Linked DNA regions of Ctenopharyngodon idella: region 2 is linked to region 1. A link is a contact called in public Hi-C data. All regions are on one chromosome and are shown on one strand. Each heading gives the region's core, a stretch centred on a gene start, on an enhancer-like site or on the middle of the called end of the contact. The rest is flanking DNA. Distances are from core to core; before and after follow the strand shown. Region 1 holds the start of LOC127507311 (GRAM domain-containing protein 2A). Region 2 holds the start of si:ch211-284k5.2.

Region 1 (6,717 bases), core at 2,213-4,712:
AATCTTAATTTCAACATTTAATAACACTTTATCAAAATCAAAAGTTGTAACTGTATTATTTAATGGACCTGAGTTAACATGAACTAACAGTTGTATTTTTAACTAACTTTAACAAAGAATAATAACTTCTGTAACAAATGTAGCTATTGCTGATTGTTAATGTTAGTTAATGCATTTAACTAATGTTAACTAATGAGACCTTATTGTTAAGTGATAAATATTGTTCTTTGCACTTTAATCTGTTTGAAACATTTAATTTATACAATTTTTATGTATTGCTTTACTGTATTTATATATTCAGAGTTCTTTTTGTTACAAGAAAAAAGTTATTAAACCTGTTATAGTATGACAAACTTTTTTTGCAACTCGTGATAATACCGTATACCGTGATAAAAGCTTCAGCAATTATAGCAACATGACAATTTGACACCGTCACATGCCTATCACTTTGTAAAGAAACACTACATGGCTATAGACTGAACACGTAATACTCATGTGCCTGACGTCACCGTTTTCACAAAATCGCATTTTTGTAGTTTACGCAGAGACGATAACAGTATCGTTTTCAAAAACGTGAATTTTCAGGCCACCGAAATGGCGTTGTTGTGTAAAAGAACGGCTAAAACGGAGAGAAAAAGATGCGTTTTCAAATGAAAATGTATTAGTGTGGACAAGGCCTGTGTAAGCATGCACTAGATTGACGTGTTTGACTGTTGCGCTCGCATGTTTTGCAGCATCTCATGCATGACACGGTATTTTAAAAACGTGGTGCTCAAGTTAAAATAAGTTCAATTTTCTCTAGACCTTGTTTTTTCATTCCAATGCACTGCCTATGTTTTTAACCGACCTTACGCATGCATTCTTACAAGCATGATATGCCTGAAACGCAGTCAGTTACGTCGTCAGTTAAAACATTGGTTGATTCTGAGAGGTTTAGACATTCATATCTGGCTCTTTTATGGTTATCTGTTGAAATTAATATACTCTGACAAACTAGCTGTTGCCACACATGCTCTGATGCATTAAGCATGTATTTAAGTAAATGTGTTTCTCAACACAAACACATGACTTTTGCTTTTGCAATTGGAGTCAAGTCTTACCAATTGACTTGCAGCATAAACAGAAGCTGAACTGTCCGCAAAACCACATAATTCACATTCACTGCAACATCATAATGAGTGTTTCACTTCAAACGCGGTGTGTACAGAGCACACACATTACCACACACCAGGTTCATATTCTGAGCACCATTCATCTTTTGTCTAATACAATAATATCAGATTTTAATAGATGCTAATTATAGCCGTAATACACAAAGCGGTGTGTGTTTACATGTTTAAGCTCTCGCTATAAGCATCAGAGGTCAACGAATGTCAACAGCACTTAGTGCCACTGGAAACCAACGTCACAGGAAAAATGAACAGTCTGCTTTTTCTGTTCAAGGTTGTGTAACTTGTGCCAAAACAAACACCATTACAGCCAATGCAAAGGGTTTGGTCTATTTTTAATGGTATAGATAACATAAGAGGTTATTTAATACAGTTAAAGGACGACTATAGATGACCGCAGAGAGCTAAAAAGCTCAAAGACTTGAACACAGAAGAGCTGCGGCGCATTAAACTACTTTCCTCCTCTCTTCCCAAGTCAGCGGCTGACCATTAACTCTTTCAAACACAAAACTGAATGTATTTAACTCAATAAAACACCAGTTTTTTATTTCTATTGGGTCTGTTGCAGAATTTTCTCCATGTAAACATATAGGTAACACCACAATGAAAGAAAACACAACTAGCCTTAAGTGTCCTTCACAACTAAATATCTATAAAAATAAAAACAAGCTAGTCTGATATTTCATAATGCATAAAATTAACCCTTTGATGGATGACATCTACAGTGGACAGATCTTTAAAACCATTCTTATTATTACATTGTCATAATTGCATTTGACTGCAATCTTAATCTTTATTTATTTATTTTCTGACACACTCTAAAAAATGCTGGGTTAAAAATAACCGAAGTTGGGTTAAAAATGGACAAACCCAGCGGTTGGGTTAAATGTTAATAGTTTTAACTCAACTATTGTTTACAAAATTACTGTATTGCTTGCTTAAAACGAAACCAAAATAGGTTGGAAATGAACATTTTTTAATACGTTTAATAAATAATAATCAAATAATAAACATATTAATAAATGTTCACCTTTTGATTATTACTGTAGCCTCTAGTAATTGTGTCTGATTTTTACTTTCCAACCTATTTTGGGTTCATTTTAAGTCAGACATATAGTTATTTATAGTAATAATAGTTAGGTTAAATAAAACTGCCCAGCAGGTTGGGCAAACATTTAACCCAAACGCTGGGTTAAAACAACCTATTCACTAGGTTTGTCCATATTTAACCCAACTTGGGATGTTTTTAACCCAGCATTTTTTAGTGCGCAGCATTCAACATAGGGAAAAAAAGTTGTAATGTTTTGTCTTTTATGGCAGTGGACAGATGTGTACACTTACAAAAAAAATAAAAAAATAAAAATAAGATAAATAAATATATATATATCAAAAAGTACCATGGTATTCTGCAATGTAAATACTATAATACATAGATTTTAGTACCATAGTACTGGAACAGTACTTTTTGTAAGGTTTTTTCATTCAAAATACATAATTTTGTAAATATATATATATATATATATATATATAAGATTTTTTATATTTTTTATATAAAAAATATATAGATTTTTTATATTTTATAGATATATATATATAAGACTGGGAAATGTATTTTTAGTTTAGTTTTGAAGTAAACAAGAAACATTAAGAATTTCGTGTCTTTCTGATTTAATAATTCGCGCGTATAACATTAGCAATTCTTACAATGTCCTAAAATTTGGATTCATATAATATTAGTTTACGAAATTATCGCATGCTAAGCATTAAATAATGTTTTTAATGATTTAATAATGAATGCCGGTGTCACTATAAAGTGTGCTCGTGCGCAGAAGGAGTGAACTGTGTTGGTTTTGGGATGAAAACACTGCAAACGTGGCAAAGAGTTTCGCTACTAAAAACCGGAGAGTGACGTTCATTCACCTATTTTAAATCCTAAACATTCAAAAATCCGAGTCTAAAATCTCATAATGTATCCAGTAATACTGTACCGAGTAACAATATATGGAAGCGGACATGATGTGTGGGTCTCTTACCTTCAAACAGAACTCCAGTCCGTCATTTCACTGCAAACACAGCAGATGTGTTTCTCCATCGGGGTCCGCGTGTACATTCACGTATGATTATCGAATATAAACATCACATGATCATAAAAACCCGAGAGTATGTCGCTCTTCAAGGGCACGAGCGCCGATCATAACCGTGCAACGGGAAATTCTGCAGACCGGTTGCGACTTGTTGCTCAGCCGTGCAGTCGCAAACGGGGCGTGGCTTATCCAGTCGGCTCCGCCCCCTTGCGTTGCTGCTGCTGCAGTCGTTCTTCAAGCACGTGGACGGATGTACCTGCGAGCCCTTGTGTAATAGCGCTTGCTCTGTAAATGATGTTACAGGCAGTTTAATTAGAAGAAGGTGATGGGACTGGGGCTAGCTGACACACATTTCTTTATCTTAGTTTCCTTTTATAGTTTTATGGATTTCTTTATAAGCTCTATCTGTTTTCATGAGCAATAACGGTCCTCCCATCTTCATAAGCGTCATACACTTAATATGCATATCAGCAAAACTAACTAGAACTTTAATGGTATTATTTTAAAGGGATAGTTCACCAAAAAAACGAAAATTATCCCATGATTTACTCACCCTCAAGCCAGGTGTATATGCCTATCTTCTTTCAGATTAACACAATTGGAGATATATTTAAAAATTTCCTTAGTCCTCCGAGGTTTATAATGGCAGTGAATGGGGGGCCGCGTTTCGAAGTCAAAAATAATGCATCCATCCATAAAAAAAAGTAATACATATGACTCCAGGGGGTTAATAAAGGTCTTCTGAAGCGAAGTGATGCATTTTTGTAAGAAAAATATCCATATTTAAAACTTTATAACTTCAAATAACTAGCTTCCAGCGGAAGACCATACGGAGAATGCACAAGTCGATTTGCGGCGGAAGAATGTCCTTTGACCTGATGCACAACGTAATGACGAACGCGGAGGCGCAGAGGATAGAGCAAAACATATCACCGGTCGTGGATTTTACGTCTAAAACGATAATTAAAGAGAAATGTGGGAGGATTTCGATATAAGAGAAGAGGAGCTTGAGTTTGTTGCCCAGCTGTATTTGTTTGAACTGCGAGAGGTGTCTAATGGGGCGTTCACACCAGACGCGACTTGCGTGAATAAAACGCACTATTCGCGTGTAGTTGGGCGCTTGAACATTGAGTTTACTCGCTTCATTCACGCGTGAAATTCACTTCACAACAGACGTGAATTCGCATCATGAGAGGGGCTTCTGCCAGGCAGCTCCAGTCTCGTTTCTGCACACTTCCTCTCAATAAACACATCAACTCGTCAGCTGGAAAGTAGTTGTAAAATACGGCAAATAAGCTCAATTTGCCGGCTTTAGCTAGCTTGTAGTCTCTCTCTATATATATATATATATATATATAGCTCAAATTGTGTAAAGAGTGTTTTTTACAACTTACCAGATTGTCCGACCTCCTCACTCTCTTTCTTCCAAGCAAGATCCTTTTTACTCCTGTTTCTATAAAACTACGAAGATGTATCGTACAGCTCCGGGTATCCTCGTACAGCTCCGGGTATCCACATACAGCGATGATTTTGTCCTCCATTGTTGTTTCGGATTTCTGCCTCCGCTCGCTACATCGTAATCACGTCACTACTAGAGCAAGCTCCTGATTGGTTAACGCGACGCGAATATTCACCAAAGTTCAGATTTTTCAACTTGCGCGATTCGCCCGAAACGCTCAATTCGCGCTGCCTCAGTTGCGCCGCAGGATGTCTATCGCGTCTTTGCATTGACTTAACATGTAAATCACTCGCACTTAATGCATCATGCTTCTGGTGTGAATGCACCATAAACGTATGATACTCCTACATGCACCGCGTCAGAGGATTACTCATTTGGCGCAAGTCGACTTGCACATTCTGTGTACGGTTGTCTGCCGGAAGCTAGTTATTTGAATTTATAAAGTTGTAAATATGGATATTTTCGCTTTAGAAGGCCTTTATTAACCCCCTGGAGTCATATGCATTTTTTTTTTTTTTCCAAAACGCGGCCCCCATTCACAACCATTATAAACCTTGGACGACTAAGATATTTTTAAATATCTCTCCGATTGTGTTCGTCTGTAAGAAGATAGTCATATAGGATGGCTTGAGGGTGAGTAAATCATGGGATAATTTTCCTTTTTGGATGAACTATCCCTTTAAGCACAATGCAAACAAGAATATGGCAATCATTCAGTACATGGCATATACAGTAGCCTAAATAAATGTACCATGCTACATTACACTTTTCTAAAATCTTATATGCACATTCCTGCAAGGCGATATAAACAACACAGTATTTTAGATGCACATCAGCTCCTGCGGGTCTCATACAGTGGGCTGTTTGTATTTGGCACACCACGCGCTCACAAGGACTGCGAGAGAGCGCGCGCCTTGAATTCTAATCGCGCACGTGCCTCGCATATAAAGCGACAAAACATCACGAGTGCTTCATAAGCTCTCACACACAATCTTTTTGGGTTGACGGTGTTTAACATTGAACAAACGTTACATGTCATGTGTAAAATATGCTTTAACCGCTTTAAATTTCGCGAATATCAACACGTATTTTCAATGGACACTGCATGCTTTGTTGTATTCTGTCTCTCTGTATGAGATTGATTCTCCTCCAGCGCTCACGCGGGGTTTCCATGGCAACTGCTGGATCTTCAAGCATGCGCGGCTTTTCATTCCCGCGCTGGTCACCTGATGGCGCGAAGCTGCACTAAAAAGTACCTCAGAGGCCTTAAACTGGGTTTTAAGAAGTAAAACGTCTTTCCCGGTTTTACATGATACATTTTTATGATAAGAACTAGGTTTATACTTAACTTTCCACAGGTTTTAGTATCTTTCCCAACCAAAAAGTTGGACGTCGGTCTAAAGAAAGGAAGACTCAAGAACGAGGTACTTCATATACCACTTTCACACGAGTTTTTCTGCTTTATTTCACATTGGGTGCTTATTAGATTAGAATTTTCAATAATTTAAATAAATAATAACAGGAACGAGGCACTGAGTTATACTTACAATTCGTCCAGCAGGCTGTATTGTCTTAAGATCTTGTATCACGAAATATTATGGAGAGATATTTTCAATGTTTGAAACCCAGGCACATCAGAGTATTAGCTTAGTAGACTGTAAATATATCCCTCATAGCCTCGTTTTTATTCGCGATACATTAAATATGGCGTCCGTACACAGATATAATCAAGGTGTCACACGAACATGCCAATGAACACAATTTTTTTTTTCCCTCCCGAAACAGTTTATTGTTAGTCTACAAAAGTCGCTTCACAATTGGTCAAAGATAAAAGCAGGTAAAAGGCGGCCCTCTGCCGGTTAAAACCGGGTACTGTTTTTTTGTAAACTAAGTGTGGCTAAGAAAGAAAGGAGAAATTACACCTTTTCTCAGGTCTTCAACTCTTCATGTCTTATATGATAGTCTCTCAGATTGGCTTGGTTTATAGTTCAAAGTGCCTGCTGAG
Region 2 (6,717 bases), core at 1,507-4,006, 130 kb after region 1:
TTTTTTTTTCTCGAGTTATTGTTTGAACAAACACTAACACTGAAATTAACTTTGCAACGTCGACAATGTTACAGAAATGTGCTGTATTATAATGACAATATTGTGTTCTGTAGAGCTGAATTAGCATTTAATCATTTTATAATTAATTAATTTTACAACATCAACACATTTGTTTTCCTAATGTGAAGCTGCTTTGAAACAATCTGTATTGTATTTAACGCCATATAAATAAATATGACTTAAATGTCTGCAACCGTTTTAACAAACAACGTGGCAGAAATACCTCAGATTCTTTCCTTTAGACGCTGTTTTCACGCTGTCTGTCGAGCAGATGTTTATTATGCAGCTAAACGCACGTTTTCATGGAAAAGCCGTGAAATTCAGCACTGTAATCAGGAAAGGCTGGTGTTTTTCCCTGGGTCTCTGCAAACTTTACAGGACTGCAAAACAAAGATTCTTCCAGTAGGATCAAATAATGAGGGAATCGCGCCACCTGGTGGTCAAAAGAGGATCAGCGGGTGTCAGTACTTCCTGGGTCTTCAGATCAATTCTATTTCAATTTGTCCTATTCAGGAGGAGAGACTTTCTCTGGCTTGTTTTATTCAGCTGTTTCAAGTCAGATTACTCAATAAAGCTGCACGGCACAATTCTGGTAGACTGGGGCAAGTTGTCACATGTTTAATTTCTGACCCTTTGTGACTATTCCCCCTTTAGAAGGACTAAGTTGTTTTGAAATATGAATTAGTCACAAGGCCTGTATCTCTATTTATGAGCTTTTAAATCAAATATCCAGATACACATATGCTTGCTTTCAAATTTTACTAATCCTTATATTTTGTAATTTAATGCTGATAGTTAAAACGATGTTTGTTTATATTTTTCATTTTTGCTGTTACATGAATTCTCTTGTGTTTCATAATTGTCTATGTGACAACATGCCCCGCTATAGCGCTCAATGTATGTTAAATGAACCATTTTTTTTCTAGGCAGTGCTCAATGAGTTTTTTGTACTTTCAGTTTTGTGTATATAGAAACTAGGGTAAAAAGTGTGACAACTAGCCCCGGTCTTCCCTGCAGTGAATTCCCTCTTATGACCCTCTTTCGACTCTCTCCGCTCCACCTCACAGTGTTCATTGAGCTCAGTGAAGTCAGTGGGCTGTGAACGCTTCACTTCATGGACACCTGATCTCTTCTGCTGGGATACTGGTGCAGGAAGGTGAGCCGTGATGCCATGGTAACAGATCCAGGCCTGTGGGGAATATCAGACCAGCATTCCCAGTGACATCTCAATTCAACAGAACACATTCTGAAATCCTGAGTTCTGAACATTCTGAATTCTAACATTTTAGAGATTCTAAAAGGGGAAACAGAACTCTAAATTCTATCATTCTTTTAAGTCAACATGAAGCGGAAGTAGATTTTTCTTCTCTATTGTGACGTATATCCGAACGAAACGGTGTCATCATGACAAATCGGGTCCTCCCTCAAAATCGGGTCTCTATCAACTATCAGTTAATGATACTGAGTACATACGAACAATATTAATTTAAAATATGTATAGCTTACTATATAGTGCATAATCAAACAAATTGAATGTAATTTCTTTCACCTGTTAATTAATTAAAAATAATAATAATAGCCTATTAAGTGAATAAATGAACATTATTCTTTTTATAACTGAAATATTTGGACATTTGACACTTAATTTAACAATTAATTACATTAAAGATGATTGTGAATACATGTAGGGTAAGTGCAAATGCGTGTAAACTAAGCCATCAGGCTATGCTAGTACATACGCTAATACAGACATTAATGTTCATTATAACGTAGTTCAAACAGCATTTATCATAACATGATTTTGTAGGAATTTAAATCAGGTGCTAAAGAGAGTATTAAAAGTAATTTGAGCCAATGAGATCGCTTGGGGTCCTAACAGAGACACGATTTCGAGGGAGGACCTGATTTGCCACCACAATGGCTTCTCAAACAAGAAAAAATGTAGGGCGGGGCTTAATTTTGTGCATGGGGCATTGATTTGATGCTTGTTGTTTGCTATTGGTTGATCTCATGTGAGTGACAGGTTGGTTGTCCAGAGTATCAGAGAAGAGAAGAAACATTTTGATTAAAGATTACGAGGCATATTAATAAAATAACAATAATAAAAAAACAACTGCAATATTAAAGAATGGTCATTTTTGATTTCATAGTGACTTAAAGGCTAAAATATGACTCAAAGTGTTACTTGTTTTTACATAAAATCATTAAATGTCAAAAAGAAATAGTACCTGACCATAAACCGCAACGCGATCTGATGGAGCGACCAGAGGGGCGTGGCCTCACAATTAAAAGAATGATTGACATATTACGCAAGCAGGGGGGGTCGCATATCTCTCTAATTAATAAACTATTACTTTAGCTGAAATATTAATAAATTGAACCGTTTAAATTGTGTTTGTTAAATATAAAACAAAAAATAACACGATTAACGGTTATAAATACTTTATTTATACCACAAAATTAAAGCTCCAACACATTTTTTCCTCAGAAGGATCTCCAAATTGTTCCTCAAATCACTCATCGACTGTCACGCTGCCCTATAGATCAAAATTTACTTTTAAACATTCTGGTCTGTTGGTTTTACCAACAAAAACACATGTTTATGTTGCTAAGGGTGGTTGCTAAGGATAATACACCGATCTTTTAATATGACACTGCTGTTGACCAATCAGCAACAAGGGCCAGAACTGCCCGTTTTATAAATAGAAACACGACGAACACCCATCTGTTAAACAGAAGCCAAGTGATGCACAAGTCCTACCAGCCTCTGAAACCTGCGACCAACAGATTCCTGCAGCAGAGATGGGACCAGACACGATATGAAGACCACCGCTGCAAGGTTTGAGCGTGTGATGCGTTTATTTGCTTTATTAGCATGTTTAATATAGCGCGAAAAATAATTTGGGCCGCTAAGACCGACTTTTATACTTTAGTACTTCGGTGCAGAGTTATTTTAGTATCACTGAGATACTATTTTTTTTATTAAAAATAGTTGTTTTTATATTTTTAATTAAAGGTTTATTAATTCTGTTGTGTTTTTGTCAAGTTTAGCATGTCCAGGATAATGATGCATTAGCTAATGTGTTTATTATAGGAAATAAACAGAAACATATATATATATATAACGTTATATGGTGATTTTCTCTCTCTATTTCTTTCTAAGGTGAGAGAGGCCAAACCTGTGGTTGACACCAAGGGCATCCAAACACCTGTGCATATTCAGCACAAACTGAAGAAAGTCCAGGTGTCTGATTAATTAATATGTAAACAAGAATTTATTTACAAATCTATTCTATTGCAACTATTACAACAGATTCATATGTTAGTTTATAGACGAATTCATAATCAAGGACACTGAAAAACATTTGGTGTAGGACGTAAAGGATTAGTTCTGTTCAGAATTAAAATTTCCTGATAATTTACTCACCCCCATGTCATCCAAGATGTTTATATCTTTCTTTCTTCAGTCGAAGAGAAATGAAGGTTTTTGAGGAAAACATTCCAGGATTTTTCTCCATATAGTGGACTTCACTGGGGTTCAATGGGTTGAAGGTCCAAATGTCAGTTTCAGTGCAGCTTCAAAGAGCTCTACATGATCCCAGACGAGGAATAAGAGTCTTATCTAGAGAAACCATCGGACATTTTCTAAAAAAAATACAAATTATATACTTTTTAACCACAAATGCTGGTCTTGCACTGCTCTGCGATGTGCCGCGCATTACGTAATCATGTTGGAAAGGTCACGTGTGACGTAGGCGGAAGTACCGCGGTAGGGCGAAAAACTCCATCTCATTTTCTCCAACTTCAAAATCGCCAGACATCGTTGTTTTACCTTTTTTTGTAAAGGCCGTTTGACTTAGTCTTTGCACGTTCGCTTTGTAGACACTGGATCGGTACTTCAGCCTACGTCACGCGTGACCTTTCCAACGTGATTACGTAATGCGTGGCGCATCGCAGAGCAGTGCAAGATGAGCATTTGTGGTTAAAAAGTATATAATTTTTATTTTTTTTAGAAAATGGCCGATGGTTTCTCTAGATAAGACTCTTATTCCTCGTCTGGGATCATGTAGAGCTCTTTGAAGCTGCACTGAAACTGACATTTGGACCTTCAACCTGTTGAACCCCAGTGAAGTCCACTATATGGAGAAAAATCCTGGAATGTTTTCCTCAAAAACCTTCATTTCTTTTCAACTAAAGAAAGAAAGAAAGAAAATAATTACAAAGAAATGGCAAGTAACACACTGAATGTGCAAACATGCAATTTTAAAGCAGAAAAACTGAAATATTTTCTTGTTATTTACAACTTTTATACAGTGTATAACTGTTAGTTGACAGAAATGATTTTGTAAGTACTACTGCATTACCATGATGTTCTTTGAAGTAACTTGGAGTACATCAAATGCATGTAAACAATGAGTTTCTGTTGTTTTCAGCTGCAGGAAGAGAGGATGTCCATCATAGAGAGAGACAACCACCTCCTGGCCAGCAGACTGGCTGCGATCACTCGCTCGAAAGGACTGGTGGACCACAGGAACCATTACCCACAGTATAGGTGCTCAAACATCGGTGTTTAGCTGGTTAACATAGTAACACTGTGACCTGGTTAGGAGGTGTTTATTCAAGCTGGGTTTCAGTTGTCTGATCTCCCGCGGCGTCTCATGTCATCTCCGGATCTCAAACTGACAGGCTGAATCATTAATGCTCGGCTGTTGACAAAGCCTTTATGAATTATTGAGAGACACATAACCTATTCTCCATCATACCTGAGGGATCCTGTAGTTCGGCTGAGGAGTGTTGTGGTTGCACGGTTTGCGCTTTTCTACAGTATCATGATAGTAGGATTGGTGGTTCGTCCTTGTTTAAAAAAGGTTTGACTCGTGCTCGATTTCATGCACAATTTCTTCAGAAAATGTAAAAGCCAGATCTGTAACTTTAGTTTCATTAATGTACTATAATATTTTTTTTTTTTTACTTTATTTAAAATATTTTTATATTTTTGTTTTCATTTTAGATAAAGTTTTAGTACTTTTGTTCTGTGTTTTTGCCATTTTTATTATTTTTTTAATCTATATAATTTTTTATTTTTATTTCCATTTTATCTTTTATTTTAGTACATTAAGGTAAGCAAAGTTAAAATGAGAAATCTAGCTGAAATAAAATAAGTAATTTTTATCTATTAAATATACATATATAAACTAAATAATATTTAGACAAAATAAACAAAATAATTATTTAGAAATAGCCAAAATAAACTATTTTTAAATAATTTATTTTGTTTCAAGTAATGAAAATGTTTTACAGTTTGAACGCACAGAAAAGGAAGGAGAAGCTTCTGCAGGTGACTCATGAAAACCAGGAGATCTATCAGCGAATCATGACGCAGAAATCTGACTACAGGAGGGAACTCTGGGAAGAAGACTGGGAAAAAGTCAAGCGAAGGAGAGATGACATCGCACGCTATCCTCGAGGAGTGACCAATAAACAGGTTGATCCTAATTCACATTTCAAAAGGTGGATCTAAGAGGGTTAAAAGTGTTAATTATCTTAAAAAAAAAGTAAATTCTGTCATCATTTACTTACTTTCATCAAGTCGTATGACTTTCTTTCTTCTGTAAAACACAATAAGAGACATTTTGTCCACTTAAACTCCGCCCCTTTCCTACTATGTACTGAAAACCCACATTTAGGTCCGCCTCCTTATCTGAGCCACGCCCACCTCTCGTCCAACAAACAAGTCCCCATCCTACTTTTTTTCCAGATAATCTGCTCCACTCTATGGAAGCTTGTTTCTGCCATGAGAAAAAAAAGGAAGAAAGATAATTGTGACTTTTTTTTTCTCAAAATTTCATAATATAAAGTCAGAATAAAAAAGTAATAAAGTCAGACTTGCAAGTTATAAAGTCAGAAATGCGGTATATAAACTTTCAATTCTGACTTTTTTTCTCGCAATTCTGACTTTATAACTTTCAATTCTGACTTCATATCTCGCAATTTTGACTTCATATCTCGCAATTCTGACTTTATAACTCTCAATTCTGACTTTATATCTCGCAATTCTGACTTTATAACTCGCAATTCTGACTTTATAACTCGCAATTCTGTCTTAATATCTCGCAATTCTGACTTAATATCTCGCAATTCTGACTTAATATCTCGCAATTCTGACTTAATATCACGCAATTCTGACTTTATATCTCGCAATTCTGACTTTATATCTCGCAATTCTGACTTTATATCTCGCAATTCTGACTTTATATCTCGCAATTCTGACTTTATATCTCGCAATTCTGACTTTATAACTCTCAATTCTGACTTTATATCTCGCAATTCTGTCTTAATATCTCGCAATTCTGACTTTAAAACTCGCAATTCTGACTTTATATCTCGCAATTCTGTCTTAATATCTCGCAATTCTGACTTAATATCTCGCAATTCTGACTTAATATCACGCAATTCTGACTTTATAACTTTCAATTCTGACTTTATAACTCACAATTGCGAGTTTATATCACTCAGTTCTGAGAAAAAAAGTCGTAATTATCTTTTTTTGTGTTTTATTCAGTGGAGGAAACAAGCTTCCATATCACTCAGATGTACATCACAATACAGAAGAAAAAATATGTCGCTACTTTCAATTCATCACGACTTTAAAGCTTG

The links. Hi-C and Micro-C count contacts between places; a contact is called where the count stands out from the background.
Region 2: a Hi-C map of muscle shows a contact between it and region 1, with 4 times the contacts expected there. The contact joins the promoter of si:ch211-284k5.2 here to the promoter of LOC127507311 in region 1. A contact is called at or near these places in 2 of 2 Hi-C or Micro-C datasets (both in muscle).

The regions. Positions count from the first base shown.
Region 1 is chr24:4,778,764-4,785,480 of HZGC01, forward strand. It overlaps LOC127507311 (GRAM domain-containing protein 2A), which reads right to left and starts at 3,463. Exons shown (of 12, transcript XM_051884301.1): 1 at 3,203-3,463.
Region 2 is chr24:4,914,030-4,920,746 of HZGC01, forward strand. It overlaps si:ch211-284k5.2, which reads left to right and starts at 2,757. Exons shown (of 5, transcript XM_051884224.1): 1 at 2,757-2,899; 2 at 3,224-3,304; 3 at 4,494-4,612; 4 at 5,362-5,545. The coding sequence starts at 2,807.